2 separate regions of the Triticum aestivum genome follow, and region 1 is linked to region 2. A link is a contact called in public Hi-C data. All regions are on one chromosome and are shown on one strand. Each heading gives the region's core, a stretch centred on a gene start, on an enhancer-like site or on the middle of the called end of the contact. The rest is flanking DNA. Distances are from core to core; before and after follow the strand shown. Region 1 holds the start of LOC123107062. Region 2 holds the start of LOC123103772 (dormancy-associated protein homolog 3).

The links. A called contact is a pair of places that touch in the nucleus more often than the background predicts.
Region 1: a contact with region 2 is called in a Hi-C map of leaf, with 4 times the contacts expected there. The contact joins the promoter of LOC123107062 here to the promoter of LOC123103772 in region 2. A contact is called at or near these places in 1 of 5 Hi-C or Micro-C datasets (leaf) and 1 of 1 datasets of contacts at active chromatin or transcription factors (leaf).

Annotation. Positions count from the first base shown.
Region 1 is chr5A:428,603,519-428,606,719 of IWGSC CS RefSeq v2.1, forward strand. LOC123107062 reads right to left here and starts at 1,911. Exons shown (of 1, transcript XM_044529069.1): 1 at 1,177-1,911. The coding sequence starts at 1,679. The coding sequence ends at 1,257.
Region 2 is chr5A:428,447,682-428,451,016 of IWGSC CS RefSeq v2.1, forward strand. It overlaps LOC123103772 (dormancy-associated protein homolog 3), which reads right to left and starts at 1,337. Exons shown (of 4, transcript XM_044525455.1): 1 at 1,256-1,337; 2 at 823-1,128; 3 at 600-714; 4 at 1-453. The coding sequence starts at 1,105. The coding sequence ends at 426.

The DNA of each region.
Region 1 (3,201 bases), core at 661-3,160, 160 kb after region 2:
AGTAATAGGTATTCCAGCACCGTCTCTCCAGCAAGGTCAACCTTGCAAGCTTTATCAATGATATCATTCATCCCCAGCCTTGTCCAAATCTCCTTTGCTCTACTGCAAAGGAAAACTTCTCACTCGGCCCTGGTTAGGTCTTATGCGGACAAAACGCGCCCTCATACTCCCGATCGCTGTTGCTTATCGCCATGCGTGGTGCTCTAGCTCTATGGCCATGTCAATCCTTGTTCGGAAACCTTTGCACTAGTAAATGGATGATTCACGATGGTCTCGTACTTTCTGTCCAGCGTGCTAAACCATAACAAAAGAAGTAAAAAAAACGTTTGAAAATGTTTTGGTAATGGAACCTACTCCGATCAGTGCTCATGGCGTTAATTGATTGATTAATGCTCATGGCCATGACTGCAAAGAAAGGGCAAATCGGAGCCGAGAGATTTAGATCGACTTATTAATTTCCACTGCCGGAATCAGAAAAGAGAGGAAAAGGGTACGGTTATAGTATTGAAAAATAGACAGTCACGAGCAGATCTCTGAACCTACGTGTGTTCTAAGTGGAGACTCGATGTTCCCCGCTGAGTTTTTTTTTTTTTTTGGTGAGATTAAAAAGAAAACCTCGGCTCCACTGAGTTACCACTTGCTCCACTGAAGGAAGTAACATCAATCGCGTTCGGATCAGGTAAAGTTCCGGCAAAGTCAGCATTGTCCAAAAAACTCGGGAAAAGAGAAATACTGAATTCGACCATGTACCGACAGCTTAGGATTCAGGGACACTGCTTTTCACCCCGTTTCTTCATATTCCTGGATCCATTATCCACTGGTCAGTTTCATAGCAGTAACTAAGGATTTACTCTAGATCATATATTTCACCTTCAACCTCAGCTAGGAGGATTTTCTTTTCTTTTCCTTTGTTTTTGTCGATGTAAACTGCGCCCTTCCCTTTAAGAGCAGGCCGTGGCCGATCTGAAGTGGATGTGTCTTTGCCACGCTTTTGCGCTGGCGCTGCGTCTTCCCGTTCTTTTTCTCCGTGACGATAACCCTGTCATTTTCACGTAGAGAAAAGTACGCCCGCAGTGAGTCAGCGACCGCGACTCGTGCGATGGAGGAGATGTCCATTTTATACGTCTTGCATACGTGCTCCGATTGAACTTTTTAAAGGAACCGAATTGGACTTTGTACCACGTAGCCGATTTTATTTCAGATGATCTTATAATTACATCTCGTTTTCTCAACTTCGGTTACAACCGGAGATTAGGCTAGTAGTACGACCGCTCCCCGGGGCTGGGAGCCACGGCGAGGCCGCAGACGTTACCGAGGATGGTCGGGTAGATATCGGCGAACGGGGAGCCGGAGAACGCCGCGCGGTAGCACCCGGCGCCGGCCGTCTCCAGCGCGCGGCAGCAGAGGTCGCTGCCGCGCACGCCGAAGAAGGACCTGACGATGTCGTCCGTGCAGCTCTCCGCCACCACCCGCGACGCCGCCTCCGCGCTCCCGCTGCAGCCAACGGCGGACGGCGCCTCCGCGATCTCTGCCGCGGCGGTGGCCGGCGACGAGGTCGACGTTAGCAGCAGCAGGACCAGTGTGACGAACAGTGGAGGGAATGGCCGGGACATGTTTGATTCAGGTTCTTGCGAGCTGTGACTGATGTGCTGCAAATAGAATGACTGGGAGCTGGCCATGAATTTATGGTTGAGCGATGTGCGGTTGTCTCCTCCGTTTCTTAGTTTCGAATCAGCAACGCGCGTTTTGCTGATCCGTAAGCTGCACCGGAGTTTGTATCCACGCGTTTTTTATTTCTTACATTAGTGAAAACGTTTGTATTCACGCGCAGGCGGTGACAGTTATGCTTGCATGGCCCACACGGATTTTCTCCCGATGCTCCAGACTACACGGAACGTCGGGAACTTTGAGAACTGCCTAATGAATAGAACCAACAGGCTTTATTTGGGCCGGTTTAGCGTCTAGAAAGTTTTCAGATCCTCAAAGAAAGTTCTTCATGGGCCAACCTATATTAAATTTTACCCCTTCAATTCTTAAGAGTTGTCTTTGCGGGGGAAAAACTCTTAAGATTATTCTTTCTGGTAAAAAGAAAGAGCTTTGCAAAAAAACTATTATTATTTATTATAAAGAGGGCATCAATCCTTCAAGAAATTCGTAGGTACAGCTGTACACATGTAGGACCGGCCACTCCAGTATGGGCGCATGACTAAACTGGAGGCAACATTATTCCAGCCTCAAAGTCATGATGGAATTGGAAGCACCCGAACTAGCTTAGGTGATCTGTTTTCTTTTTGACGTAGTACCACACGGCTAGCTTTCAAACAAGCTAGCCTAGCCTAGAAGATACGATACCAGACTAACCAAAAGACCATCATATATCCTCCCTCCGTTTCAAAATAGATAACCCAACTTTGTATTAAAGTTAGCTGGAATGAAGGGAGTAGTAATTACATGCATCCAGCTGCCGGAATCCAATCCCTGTGCCGTGCAATCATAAGGCTATGGCCTATGGGACACACACACACACACACACGCCCTACAAAAACAGCAGTGGTTTAATGCCACAGGCCCGGCGCCCATCCCGGACGAAACACGGGAACACGCTAAACGCCTCCGGCCGGCCGAACGAACCGCGCCGGCGAACCATTCACCACGACACGAACGAAGCATGAATAGAGAAATTTTTTGACCGCCGGCAGTTAAGAGGGAGCTGCCACCGACCTGTGCAGTGCAGGTCACATGGCACCACGGCTTTTCCCGTACCCTAATTTAGTTTGCAAGGTGAGCTTTGCGCGTCACTGCATGCATGCAACATGTCGAGGTCTCGTCTTGTGCGGTGCGGTACCTTGGAGAAGCCGGAAGCGCGCCGCGCGCTTTTGCGTACGCTTCCCGTGTGGGGTGGGTTGGCCCGTCGGTACTCAGTGGTCATGTGCCTGCACGTTGCCGAGACCGGCTTTCCAAGCGATCGATGCCCTGGCTGGCTGGCCTTGTCTCAGAATCCATCCTCTAGCATGATTGATCTGTGCTAACGTACAGTACGTACACAAGTCCAGGCCACGTATGCGAGTCGTATATAGTAATTAAATCGGATCAAGCAAAGTGGCATGGAGTAAGTTTCATTTTGTTACGTGACCACGAGGGTAGCTGCATATTTAAAGGTTGAGAACGGGGATGTGTTAACGGTTGTGTGGTTCGTTAAAC
Region 2 (3,335 bases), core at 87-2,586:
GCCTGACATATTGCAGACAGTATTTTACACTGCATGCATTAGCACATGCTGCCCGCGGGCCTTGTACAGAGCAAGCAGCAGGGGATCCCCTCTCATCTACACCTACTGGTAGGATTTACACACACGCTTCACACCGGTCTCATTCGCCTCAGGTCGTTGCACGTCGCCGGTTGCCTACTACCAAGTTTTCCTTGAGCTACGACTTAGAAACATCTACACGGTGGCACATCCTTGGCTACGAAAACTAGCACCATCTCACGTGGAGTGGATGTTTACAACGGAAGTAGTACTAGTAGTAGTACATATAACTGATACAGTAACATATACTGGGGCAGGGTTCCATGATCTTCCGGTCATAGTTTGCAGCTACTCTCATTGTGCTCGTGCGCTTCTCCGTCTTGGTGGATCCGCTTCTGTTTTCACGGTTAGCGGTCCAGCGAACTGATCACCACCCTGCCAGATACACGGTTCAGAGGCATCAGATCTATGGCTACTGTACTGGATAGAGTCATGGTGGTTGGATCTAGCATTTGGGTTCATGATGTGGTGCACTTTAAAACAGGAGGGGATATTCGGTTTGAACTTTGAAGCCAACGCACCAGTCGTAGACGGTGGGGCTCCTGGGGGTGCCCGGGCTAGCCTCTATGCCGTCGGCGGCCATCCTGCCTTTGCGGCGCAGCTTGCTCCAGCCACTCTCTCCCCTGGGCGTCGTTGCTGCAGTCGCAAGCAAGCAAGCATGTCAGCCACAACACATCACGCCGGCCTCGAATGTAAAGTTAAGAAAAAAAAATTAGGAGGCAAAGGTGTAGGTAGATAAGATACCTGTGCCGAAGGGGGAGTCGGGGACGCTGGCCGGGGACGAGGGCGCGGAGCCGGAGCCGGACTCGCTGCGCGGCGACGTCACGGACAGGGCCGGCGGGCGGAGGATGGTGATGCTCCGCGTCACCGCCGGCGCCGCCACGTCGGCCGACGGCACGGCAGCGGCGGTCGTACCGGCCGCCGCGGAGGACGGGGAGAAGGAGGCGTACTTGCGGAGCCTGCCGAGGCCGTGGTCCGGCCGCGGCCCGGCCACTGTGTCGTCCCACAGCTGGTCAAGAAGCCCCATGGAGCACGACGATCCAACCAAACCTGCGCGTACGTGGTAGATCAGGAGCCACGTTCATACAATCATCATCCTCATCTCCTCCTCCGGTGAATCTGTTCTTGCCTCGCGTGTTCTTGGCCGAGAGAGGGAGGGGATGGAGCTGGTTATTACCTTGGGTGTCGAGGGGTGTGTGTGCCGCAGGCGAGGCGCAGTGGATCGTTCCTTCTTTGTTGGAGGGAGGGAGCGGGTGGAGTTTTATAGATGAGGCCGAGGGGTGGTGGGGAGCGGACGTAGGCGAGATATTTGGGGGGCGTACGCAACTCTTTCTGTTTCCGGGCTCCGCCTTGCGCGGTCGGCTCGGCTCCTGCGGCCCAGCGTAGCCGACGCAGTTTTTAGCCGTCCGAAATTAGGAAACGGATAGGGTGGAAGTGGATAAAATGGGTGGTGTGGTGTTATTTTCGGGATCTTCGTCGGTAATCGCGGGTGATGAGTCAAACAAACCGGATAGGGTTGTTATATCGGATAAAAGCAGTTTGGGATGCGGATTCCCGCTAGTGTCGGAGTACTGAATCGGCTCAACGTGGAAAATGGATCTTGAGGTGTCAAGGACATGTACAATGGTGTCAGCTACTAAATGTGGCATACTCAGAAAACCTAGAAAAATATTGTCTTTTTTTAATGACCCAATAGTTGGCAACATTTTTGCTTGCAGTTTCTCCAGAGACGCATTGCATTTTCTTCAGATAAGCATGGCAGCTTATGAGAAGATGTAACTTTTGAGGCAAAAACGAGCAGACATTGTCATCGTTTGATATCGCGTTGTAACCAAAACAGGCGGCGAAATGCCTTCGTACTGCCTTTTAGTTAAGAGATGATTTTTCTTATACTATCTTTCACCATATATCTTTACCTACTAATAAAGCACGCATTGCTTCCGTCAAGTTCATCATCACGTAATTTTGCATAAAAACCCATGTGGTTTTTTTATTCAACCCACGATACTACTTTTTATAGAAAAAAAGTTCAACCAAGAAATATATTTGCTGTTGTGAAGGATCGAACACAGAGCCTCGAGTGCTCCTACCAAAGGGCATGACCAATTGAGCTAGCACTCCCTTACGTAAAACAAGAGGGTTTTACGTTTCACCTTTAATCAATATACTATCGCCTCACAGCTAGCAACCCCAAAGAAGTAAGGCGGCCCATCTAAGAGGGCGAAACAATTGCTGACCTGCCCTATGGCCTAATTAAACTGGCCCACATAAGACCAGGCCAACAAAAAAAAAATTGCTGGTTTTGGGAATTGAACACAGGACCTCCCCATAGACTATACATTGCCTTAGCCAATTGAACTAGCTCAAAGTTTCAAAGAAATTAGGTTGCTTCAGCTATTAAATAGTACCACCTCGCCCGCTTACACGATATCATCCCAATTTATATACGTCGTTGATCTTTCTGTGTATCAAGGGGGACTTGACAAGAAATAAGAGTATTTCAATCGACATGCAAAGATATAAGGAAATAAAAGGAATTTGAGTCTATGTGACAGAAAAAATAAGGAAAGATGATTTGATACTAGTGAAGATGATTTGCTTGGAGAGGATATGGACACTGGCAATAGCAATCAAGCTGCCAAGGACAAAACTAATACTGCTGGTCATAGTGGCGCTGTTCATAAGTGTTCCACCCCTGCCTCTGTTGCCAATGACTCTGATATGGTCTCCTCCAAGCTACTAGGTGCCCCCATGACCAAAAGCTACTTGGAGGTGGTGAAGAAGAACCAAAATGTTAACTTGGGTGGCCCCCTTCTGGAGAGATTTGAAGCTGCTGCTGTTGGATCTATTCCTAAGATTCAGAAGAAAACAAGCACTCAACAGAAATGGGGTCCTGTGGTGGCCTCCAGGGTTAGTACCAGGAACAAGAAGGATGACAGACCTGCTATCCAAAAAGCTCAAGAATTGAAGAAAATCAAAAACCTAGAAAAACCTATGTTGAGAAAAGGTACTCAAAACTCCTTTGAATGTCTTGATGATGATTTTCTGATAAAAATTGCAGAATGTTCAGGGATTAGCCTGGGCACCAGCAGTAATAACATTAAGGAAAATATTTGCATTATCAAGCATGTAGAAATAGATAGAATTACTAAGTTTAATTCTGATAATCCTGATATTTTTTTGCCTCCCAGTATAGATATTACTGGTGATGAATTCATGTGTGCTGAGCCTGTTCCTGGGGATAGTAGTGAGGCAGA